Linked DNA regions of Mus musculus: all the other regions are linked to region 3. The links are chromatin contacts, called in public Hi-C and HiChIP or PLAC-seq maps. All regions are on one chromosome and are shown on one strand. The core of a region is the stretch at or near the end of the contact, and the rest is flanking DNA. Distances in the headings are between cores, read along the strand shown.

Region 1 (3,297 bases), core at 529-3,028, 390 kb before region 3:
TTCTATTCCACTGATCAACATGTCTGCCTCTGTACCAATACCATGTTGGGGACAAAATAAAGGGGAGGCCTGGGGTGGGGGTGGGGGTAAGTAGGATAGGAAAAAGATACCCACACCCCGCCAGAGTTTCCCTATTCTCTGGTCAGTCAGGTGTGGGAGGGCTGCTACCTACCCTATTTACTCATCCCTGGGTGGGCATTCCTCTATCCCACTCTTCAGGGGGTGGCCAAGGGGCAGCCCTGCCACGGGACCCCCCACCCAGAGCTACTTTGCTAAAGCCACCAGGGTTGTGGGAGAGAGGGAATGGGGGAAGAAGTTCCCAACACTAACCAGAGTGTGCAGTGGGCCTTGATGGAGCAGAGCAGAGACTCTATGGTTTAAGAGCTTTATTATAGAAATTCAGGGGAAAGAGAGAAGGTAGAAGAGAGAGGAGAGGGGGGAGGGAGGAAAGGCTAGAGAGAAAGAGAAAGAAGGAGAGAGGAGAGGAAAGAAGAAGACAAAGAGAAAGGGAAGAGGAGAGAAGTGAGAGAAGTGAGAGGTGAGAGGACAAAGGAGTAAGAGAGCGAGGTGGGGGCTAAGCACCCCTTTTTATGGTCTTCCCTGTTGCTAGGTAACTGGGGAGGAGTTTAGCCTGAAGGTCAGATTGACCATGCTTCTCTTGGGGCTGTGGGAGGTGGTAAGGAGCATGAGGGAATGCCTACCGTGTCATGAGGGTGAATTATGACTATCGGGGTTCAGACCTCAGATCGACTGGAGACCAGCCTGCAATTCCCCACAATACCATGTAGGTTTTTAAAACTAATAAAATTTATCTTAAAACATACAACTCAGTATTGATATTTTTAAAGTCATTAAAATAATTCATAATAGTTTAAATGCCTCTTAAATGTACATGACATCTTCGGAAGCAGACATTAATACACACTCTACCAGTTTTTAAAATCTGTTTGGAACATTAAACACGACAGAAAATCTCTCATGAGTCCTCTGTGGACAGAAATTGTGACGAGTTCCTGATTTTACAGAAACGTCCATCTCCGCGCAGTGTGTGTGTGTGTGTGGCTTCACAGAATGAGCTGGGTGGAAGCATCCACCAGGCCCGCCTGACCCTGGGCTGTCTTGGGTGGGAGACTTCACAGCTGTCTCTGGGTTCTGGGTCCTGGGACCGTTAGGTGGCTTCCGTGATTTTAACTGTGGTGCCTGTGCTGTGTAGAAAATTGTCCGTTTCATCCAGATTTGGTTTTCCCCAATTTGGAAATTAACGATGACGCAAGGAGATGTGAACCTAAGGATCACCTGTTGAACCTAACCCTTATCAATATGATCAACAGGATCAAGACTTTGCATGTCAGAGTCTTCCCACTGTGTAAGCGCGTGCTCACATGTGTGGTCACACTGTGTGCATCAGGGTAAGACTGTCGGTGATGTCACACTGTGCTGAGTGGTCACACTGTGTCCACAAGGGGTCAGATGCAGTGACTGACGTCACACCGTGTGTAGCCAGGCTGTGTGCGTGGCAGTGTGACGCGCCCGAACAGCCACACAGTAGGCTCACGTCCCGGTGTGCTGCCCCACTGCACGAGGTTGCATGGCGTCACACAGCGGGCCAACCGCCTGGCGCGTATACTTACTGTGCGCATTTGACATCATGCTGCCTGCACGGGACACTCGGACCCCGCCCCCGGTGACGTCACCGGGCCCCACCCAGCCACCCACCCCTGCCTGCCTTGTTCCTTCCCCTCTAGGTTTCCCAACCTGCAGATGAGGAAGAGGAAGCGGGAGACAGACGGACAGACGGACGGACACAGACGCTGCGCCCAGGCCTCACCATCCATCGCAGGAAGCCCCCTGTCTCAGGTCAGAGCCCCTCCACCCCTTTCCACCTCACCCTGCCTGACATGACGTCACCCAGAAGCCCCTCCCACCTGGCCCTACTGTGTGCCCAGCACACCCTGGGGTTTAGAAAACGATGGGGCTAGGGGACGGAGAGACCGGAAGGGGGGGGCAGTGGGACATGCAGACCTACTGTGTGTGCCCTGGGTCTCGGGTACAAGGTCCCCACCACCCGTGGGTCTGAGCCCTGGGGATGGTTTGGGGTGGGGTCAGAGGTAACAGAGGCCAAGGGGGGCTTAGAAGCCGGAGTTGGGGGGCGTGGCCTCCGCCTGCCAATCCCCCGCAACCTCTGACCTCTGTGTAGTACTGGGGTCAGGAGATGTGGTTCACCTCCAGGAGTCAGGGGTCTGGAGATGGTGGAGTTGAGGCAGGGGGATGGCTTCAAGTGCGTTTCCTCCAAAGCCCGGGGCGGGGGTGGGGGGTGGGGGAAGCGGGGAGTTGCGGATCGCCCCTAAGCCCGACTGCGGAGACCCCGCGGACGCCGCCCCCGCCCTCCCCACTCCCCGCGAGCGAGCGTCCTTGGCCCGACAGGAAGTGGGGACTGGAGAAAAGGAAGTGGCTGCAGCTGAGCTTGGAGCACGGCGGGGTTGGGGAAAGGCGGGTCCAGGCGGCGGTGGAGCGTGAGGGGGAAAGGGTCTGACCTACACACAGTCAGGCCACAGGCAGGCAGGGCGACCCCCGATCCCCTCGACCGCCTCCCCACCGCGCGGACAAAGCGGGTCCACATATAAGCAAAGATTCACGGGGAATCAATAGGATAACGTCACCAAGAGAGGAGCTGAGACAGGGGCATGGCTCAGATGGCAGAGCCCAGCCTCTGTACCCACCACAAATCATGCTGTAGTGAGTGGGTGGGACGGGGCCAGAGAATGCCCCGCCCACCCTAGTGCGCCAGACAGGATAACACCTCGGCTCTGCCCACTCATCTGACTGACAGATGACGTCATCACATGCCATGAACATCACCCCCCTGGCTCAGCTCGCCCTGCTCTTCTCCACGCTACTGCTTCCGGGAACTCAGGCCCTTCTGGGTTAGTGACGCTAGGTGGGCGGGGTCGGAAGTCACGGTGGGCGGGGCCGCGTCCAACAGAGCCACCTCACCCTCCTCCCCCTTCCAGCTCCGACCACACCGGACGCCGGCTCCGCCCTCAACCTGACCTTCGACCCCTGGACTCGGACGCTGACCTGGGCCTGCGACACCGCCGCGGGGAACGTCACGGTGACGTCATGCACCGTGACCTCGCGGGAGGCGGGGATACACCGGCGAGTCTCGGTACGTGGGGGTAGGGAGAGAGGGCCTTGTCCCGCAATGATGTCACTTCCGGTCGTGACCCCAATGCGCTCCCCCACCCTCCCACTCCCTGTCCCCCCCGCAGCCCTTCGGTTGCCGCTGCTGGTTCAGGA
Region 2 (3,769 bases), core at 1,225-3,724, 300 kb before region 3:
TGGCTTTAGCTGAGCCACCTTGCTGTCCCTGATTAAACACTTTATTGCACCAGGATTTTTTTTCCAAGACAGGGTTTCACTGTGTAGCTTTGACTTCCTGGAACTCATTTTGTAGAGCATGGTGACCTTGAATTCAGAGAGATCCAACTGCCTCTGCTTCCGTACTGCTGGGATTAAAGATGTAGCCACATCACCTGGTTACAACAGGATTCTCTCTCTCTCTCTCTCTTTTTTTTTTGTTTCTTCAAGACATGGTTTCTCTGTGTAGACTTGTCTGTCCTGGAACTCACTCTGTAGCCCAGGCTGGCCTCGAACTCAGAAATCCTCCTGCCTCTGCCTCCCTAGTGCTGGGATGGGATTAAAGGCGTGCGCCACCACACCCAGCTTTACCTCAGGATTCTTAATTCTTTTGCTTACTTTACAGCCAAAACATGACTCAGTTGCAAATACTTACCTGATAATGACATACATTTTATCACTAGAATATATTTTATGCAGACAGGTACCATAAAATGCTGACATAAATCCATGAGCCTATGACTTTAATGAGGTACCCATTTCTTAGGGGACACTCACTGAAGCTCATCGGAATCTTTTCTTGGAATATGTTAACATTTCTAAACTAAAGCTCTTAGTTGTAATATTAAAAAGAATTTGAAAAGTATGGGTCTCTTTTTCCCTTGTCTTGAAGTCTGATGAATACAGACATCACTAGAACTTCGGTTCAAAAAATGTATTTACTACAACTTTCATGGAAGTAAAGGCATCTTTTCTTCTTTTAAACATGGCAGCATGAGACATGCACAAGAAGCTTGACAAACTGTGAATGAAATATTAGTTGTTATTAAATGGCTTCACAACTGTTTAAGTTTTGAAAGCAAGTGTTGATTTACCCTGTAATTATAGGATGGATTCATTAAGAAACATTATTGAGGGCTAGAGAAATGGGTCAGAGGTTAGGAGCACTGACTTCCCTTCCAGTGGTCCTGAGTTCAATTCCCAGAAACTACATGGTGGATTACAACCATCTGTAATGGGATCCAATGCCCTCTTCTGGTGTGTCTGAAGACAACTACAGTGTACTAAATGTGCATTAATAAATAAATAAATAAATAAATCTTAAATTTTTTTCTTTATAAAAAATTATCAAACCTATTCTCAAAGCTATTTTGTGTCTTATAATGGACTTAGTGCAGTTCTTTTTGTTCAGAAACACTGTACCCCTGAACTTTTTTTTTTTTTTAAACTGCACTAAAACTTTGCCATTGGTAAGCCACTGAGCTGATGTGCAGCAGGGCAGGGTAGAATATGATAGGGGTGAAAGGAATTTCCCCACTGCCCTCTGAAGGTTTGCTGGAATACAATGTCTAGGATAAATTAAATGGGAGAAAAGTGTGTGAATGCGTTATTGTCCTTAAGTACAGCCCAACGTGATTCAGAAAGTTTTTGGCCCCACTCTTTCTAGGAGAATTGAAGTACAGGAAATGTCAGAAAACAACATGCTGGGTTTTTCTCTTCTTCTTGTTGAGCTTTTTTATTTTGTTTTTATTATCAACCTTATACAAGTGGAGCTCATCTTCAAAGAGGACTTCTTTCCCACCCAAACCACCCCATGCAAAAGCAAGAGGTTTATTTTCCAGAGCATTGAGACGAGTTAATAAGAAGGCGACCCCAAATGGCCATTACAGTTTTTATACTTTTTAGGAGCACAGGTTACACCAGCAAGATTATACCTCAACCTTATTGGCTAAGCATATTGACCTTTAAACCTATTGGCTAGCAAGCATGACAGGTATTTGAACTCTACCTGGGACTTTCCCGAGGGTCAGGTAACTATCAGTCAGTTTTTTTCCACCTTCCCAAGGAGGAAGATGTGCTGGCTAACAATAGTGCTCCATAGTGTTTGTCATCTATTTCTTGCTTTTGTCCCCCAGCGTTGTCTCATACTTACCAGGTGAAAAATAGCTGCTGCAGTTTACCTAAACATCTTATTATCTTATTTCCTAAAATCTCTCTTTAATTGTTAATACCCTGGGCATCCTTCCACTTGAGGACCAGATTGAAAACTCTACTGCAAGTTGAGTAATGGGCTATGTAAAGGCTATTCCAGGAGGAAGAAGGAAGTGCCTCCGGAGTACTGAGGGGAGTTCAAGCAAGGGCTGAAGTGGCAAGGTAGTGAGTGCAGGATCTATTGCCACAAAGGGAGGAGCAGGTGGCTGAGCAGCGGAAACTGGAGTGGTGGTTCCTCCCGCGGGGCTGGGTGGGAAGACAGACAGGTAGGATATTGGAGGACAGGCACAAGTGCTACTGAAATGTACATCTCTGCACATCTGGAAAACCTTTTGCCCTGGACTGGAAGCCTGAACCGGGAACTTCTAAGTTGTGTACGTCAGCACGCTCTTACCCTAAGGGAGGTGCTCAAGTCACACAAGACTCACTGGCCAATCAGAGGCTTCAGATGGACCTGCCAGTCAGAAAAGGAGGAGGATTCATCCGGGTGTCGAGCAGCAAGTTCCGCTCTGAGACTGAGCAGTCTTGAAGGTTTCTGTGTGATGTACTCTGAACTCTGCTACTGGGTACTGTGAGGGACGCTCTGAAGTCGCGACATGGTGAGCACAGGGTCACTGCCCACAATGGGGAAGAGCAGGCTGCTGAGCCTCGGGAGCTGTTGTGGTGGGTCTTCCCTGGGGCTAGGTGGGAAGTGTCAGCCAGATGCGGCTACCTGTCAGGTCCCTTGTGGTCATAGTCATTCCCTGGATCCGGCGGTAGCCACTGAATAACTTCACTATGGGAGCTGTGACTGGGCAAAACTTTTAGAGTTGGGACTTGTGTGTAGAAACATCCTTGGCAGGATGCCAAACTCGGAGAGCCCTAGTTTCCCTTTTGTCTTCTACATTTAATATTTAGATGTAAGATCCATTTGGACTTAAGTTTGTGGAGGTTGTAAAAGGCATCTCATGCATTGGGTAGCAATCCAATATTAAGCTGAGATGTAGAAGAGTAGAATTGATGATGTAAAGGATCTACCAATGCTTAGGAGATAGTAGAATTTACTTCAGGGAGAACTGCTATAAACACTCCACAGATAAGTAGTGTGCTAACCAGACCTGTTAGAGATTAGGATACTAGGATACACATGTTTATTCACGAAGATTATCCAGAAATTTGGCTCTAGACCATAGCAAAGAAGACACCTCTTATTTACAACTAGCCACTAAGCCCATCCTCATATAAAAGAGCAGGCCTTTAGCAAACTGCTCAAGGAGGCATTACATGGTCACAACCAACATTAAAGCCTGGTGTGCCATAAAGACCCAGTTTTCTTCTTGAGAAAACCATAGTTCTGCCACACAGGCAAGACTACACCAGGTGACAACCATTTGAAAACAAAAAACATTGTTGTGTCAAGGGCTAGCTTAATCAAGCAAGGCTTTCCATGAGGCCCTCAGATATGGAGAAGGAAACCCAGGAACATGCTTTTCAGAGCCAGTAGCAGACTGAGGCCTGGACCTGGAGAGTTTTTCCTAAGGACCTGATGAATTGAGAATAAAATAGAGCTCCTCTAAAGCAAGGGATATGCTTGTGAGAACTGTTAGTGGTCTGGGGCTCTGGGAGGGGTTGCTTCACATCCTGAACCAACTCTTCCTACCACATGGGACTGTGGCTATCAGTCCTAAATCCACTGTCAGTAATGTTCTTGAGATACCCTGTGTCCTGCTTTGGACCGCTGTTTATTAGACACCTTCTGAGTTTGTCCCATTGTATGATA
Region 3 (3,275 bases), core at 774-3,273:
GCAGAAATGGAATTAAAAGAACTAGTTCCCAGTGGAAGAACAGGTAGGAGGAATGGACAGCATGACCCCACAGGATCATCTGGCAGGATGTAGAGACCAAAGTTAGCACTGCATCACCAGGCTGAGGAAGCAGGCAGTAGGCTTGAAGGGGTCATACAGGAGCCTTGCCAGACATATGAATCTCAGAGGGCAAAGCAGGGGCAGGAAGTAGGGTTTGTCTCTGCATTGCCTCAAAGATTCACCAGACCTTGAAGTAGGTGCTTGTTGACTCTAGGTGGGTAGTGATGATTCAATGGCAGTCTTGTGCTAATGGTATATATAGGGCTGCAAGGGGTCCAGCATCTCCTCAGATATCCCTGTAGTACATTTCTAGAACGTCAAGGAAAAGGGAGCCTATTCCTTCAGAGGTCCTCTGCTTGCCATCAGTTAATTAGTACATCCAACCTTGCAAGACTGGAAATAGACACTGGCTGTTAGAGGAGTCCACTGCTAACATTTGCTGGGATGTGATAACATTCCTTCCTGTGTACATGGTACCAGACTTGACCATCTGTAGTATCTGTAGTGGAGAATTTGTAGGTGAAATGCTCAAGGAACCAGGTGTATTCTTGTATTGACAGTATTTTAGAGGTTGATGCAGGAATAGACTAAGTTCAAGATCCTGTCCCAAAAACCAAAAAGGGGGAAACCCCACTACACTTACAGATGTGGAAATTGCTCCAGAAAATCAGATCAGCAGATTCTTCATAGCTATTGCTGAGTGATGATTATACAAGAGCTTATTATAGTCTCTTTGTATTTGAAAATTTCAATTTAAAAGTTCTAAGAAATGGTACTTCTTGTAATCAATTAGATATCATTGGAAAAGGTGTAAAAAAATGGGTGCTTTCAGAGTTTTTTAAAACTTGGCTTGAGGCATTTAAGCATGAATTTTGAAGAATGTGACCTTGTCTTTCAGATCCAGTGCAGTCAGCTTGAAGAGAAGATTCAATCTTCTACAGAAGAAAAGGAACTCTTCTATTACAGAGGGGTATAGGAACAAGTTTATCTCCTGTTTGGAAATCTTTGGCCCCTTAAAGAGCACTGCCATGGTCCTCAGGGTTCCCAGCAACACTTGTGCAGCAAGCTGGCTTCAGTGCCTGAGTCTAACCAAAAGAAGAGCAGCACCCAGGGGACTGCTGAGATGAAGTAAGAGTCAGCCCGGGGAAGGATAATGTGACCCTGTGAATAAACCTGTCTGGAGTTGAATACTTGAAAGAAATCATCAAAAGGTATACCTTATCTGGGGTACAAACACTACACTGATAGCCTCCAGATAGATACAAAACTCTGGTGAGCTCATTAAGGCTTCTAGTCCCTAAGTAGTCCTGTTTCCCTACTTATTTTATCTGATCCCACACTGCAAGCATTCTGTCTACTTCCCTGGTTTCTGTTGAAAGGACCCTGATACTTCTATTTCTAGAATAACTGAGGCCCCTAGCCAACAACAGCTTCCTGCTCAATACCAGTCCAGGTCTATATATAGTCAACTCTCTTAGGGATCCCCATCTCCCTTCCTCTGGGCCTTGCTCTGTAGTCACTGGGGCATCTCTGGCTTACTTCTCTCTATAGACTACTCCCAGGAGCATTGAAACTGCCTTAACAAACAAACAAACAAACAAACAAACCATACTTCCTAGCCAAAATTTCTTCTTCCTTCCTTCCTTCCTTCCTTCCTTCCTTCCTTCCTTCCTTCCTTCCTTCCTTCCTTCCTTCCTTCCTTCCTTCCGATTCTTCCTCCTTCTTCCCCAGTCCCTTCTTCAAGACAGGGTTTTTCTGTGTTGGTCACAGCCTACATTCTGCTGAGATGGCTCTCACCTAAGCCCCATCCAAGGCTGGACTACCATTCTGCCAGGCCCTCATACCCCAACCAGTTGCTACAGTGTACTTGGCTCTTTGGATGCCCCCACGGGACTCATGGTTGAGTCAACCATGCCTTATCTCAGCTCCCTAGTAACCTTGGGTAATGGTGACATCATTTACCCAGCTATGTCACTCAACCTCTTATCCCAGACAGGCATAATTTCATGTGTTAAGAACCCAAGGCTTCAGGTGCTGCTTCAGCTCAGTGCAATAGCACCCCCTGCTGGCATTGTCTTGTGGCTTTTTGCCTTGCTCTGGCTGCTCTCTGAAACCTCCTGCTTCTGTCTGGAGACAAAGTTCTGCTTCTTTTTTTTTTCAGATTTATTTATTTATTATATGTAAGTACACTGTAGCTGTCTTTAGACACTCCAGAAGAGGGAGTCAGATGGTTGTGAGCCACCATGTGGTTGCTGGGATTTGAACTCCAGACCTTTGGAAGAGCAGTTGGGTGCTCTTACCCACTGAGCCATCTCACCAGCCCCAAAGTTCTGATTCTTAACACCCTTAGAAAACCTCTATCTTATTCATCTCTTGTCATCCCCTTCTATGTCCCACAGAACCTAACATCTGGTTCCTCACATTAGTTTGTGGGCTTTTCTGTTTTTTTACTGCAACCGTTTCTTCTCTGGAGGCCTAGAGAGCTCACAGTATTGAGTGAGGTACCCCTTCCACTGGTTTCCATAGCACCCCATTTCTCTTATCAGACCTGCTCCCGGCCACACTACCTCAAGACCTGTTGCCTGGTCCTATTTCGTAGCAGACTGTCTTTAGAGAAGATGCATATTGTTTGGTTATTGTGATATTTTCACATTAAACTCACCAAAGGTGTCTACAGGACAGTTGCTTCAAAATTTGGTTTTAAAAAAGTATCACAGCAGTCCAAAGAGTCAAAATTAGAAACAATGACCTACCAAGTAGCTCAGTGCAGCCATAGGTGGACACTACACAGAATTAAAGGTAGAGAATCATGGGCTAGAAAAATGGCTCAGCGTTTGAGTGTGCTTGCTGCTCTTGCAGAGGTTGTGGACTCATTTCCCAGCACCCATGTAGCCAGATGTCAACTCCTGTGTCTCCAGCTCCAGGAGGATGCAGTACCCAAACATGTGGCATATACAAAGGCACACATATATACAAATAAGTTTTAGAAAATGTGTGTGTGGACAAGATCAGGAGAATAAGGAATGTATGGTGGCCATATCTACAATCCCAGCACCCAGGAAATGGGCAGATTTCTAAGAGTTTGAGGCCAGCTTGGTCTATGTAGCAAGTTCCAGACCAGACAGAACTACATAGTGAGATCCTGTCTCAAAAAATAAAAGGTGAAAAAAATAAAAATAAAAGGTAGGGGCTGGAGAGATGGTTAGAACACTGTC

Evidence for each region. A called contact is a pair of places that touch in the nucleus more often than the background predicts. HiChIP or PLAC-seq counts read pairs in DNA pulled down with a chosen protein or histone mark.
Region 1: a contact with region 3 is called in a Hi-C map of Sertoli cells, with 2.5 times the contacts expected there. The contact joins the promoter of Csf2ra here to the enhancer-like site in region 3. A contact is called at or near these places in 4 of 484 Hi-C or Micro-C datasets (the G1E-ER4 cell line, Sertoli cells, cortical neurons and 1 more), 5 of 115 datasets of contacts at active chromatin or transcription factors (acute myeloid leukemia, astrocytes, embryonic stem cells and 2 more) and 2 of 9 other capture datasets (adipose tissue and pancreatic islet).
Region 2: a contact with region 3 is called in an H3K4me3 HiChIP or PLAC-seq map of pro-B cells, with 5 times the contacts expected there. The contact joins the promoter of Zfp950 here to the enhancer-like site in region 3. A contact is called at or near these places in 1 of 39 promoter capture datasets (neutrophils), 1 of 15 datasets of contacts at CTCF or cohesin (pro-B cells), 1 of 484 Hi-C or Micro-C datasets (bone marrow-derived macrophages), 13 of 115 datasets of contacts at active chromatin or transcription factors (the 230-238 cell line, bone marrow-derived macrophages, cardiomyocytes and 4 more) and 3 of 9 other capture datasets (adipose tissue, liver and macrophages).

The regions. Positions count from the first base shown.
Region 1 is chr19:61,226,899-61,230,195 of GRCm38.p6, reverse strand. It overlaps Csf2ra (colony stimulating factor 2 receptor, alpha, low-affinity (granulocyte-macrophage)), which reads left to right and starts at 1,778. Exons shown (of 12, transcript NM_009970.2): 1 at 1,778-1,857; 2 at 2,831-2,924; 3 at 3,012-3,166; 4 at 3,270-3,297. The coding sequence starts at 2,831.
Region 2 is chr19:61,139,545-61,143,313 of GRCm38.p6, reverse strand. It overlaps Zfp950 (zinc finger protein 950), which reads left to right and starts at 2,474. Exons shown (of 3, transcript NM_001001737.2): 1 at 2,474-2,609. The coding sequence starts at 2,607.
Region 3 is chr19:60,836,734-60,840,008 of GRCm38.p6, reverse strand. It overlaps Sfxn4 (sideroflexin 4), which reads left to right. Exons shown (of 14, transcript NM_053198.4): 14 at 959-2,732. The coding sequence ends at 1,036. Among named protein-coding and RNA genes, the nearest start is that of Sfxn4, 23 kb to the left of the region's middle. Within about 2 kb of position 2,023, at least 16 of the 459 cell types and tissues checked have an H3K27ac peak or open chromatin away from gene starts, as enhancers often do. A contact at or near this core is called in Sertoli cells and pro-B cells, where this site is marked.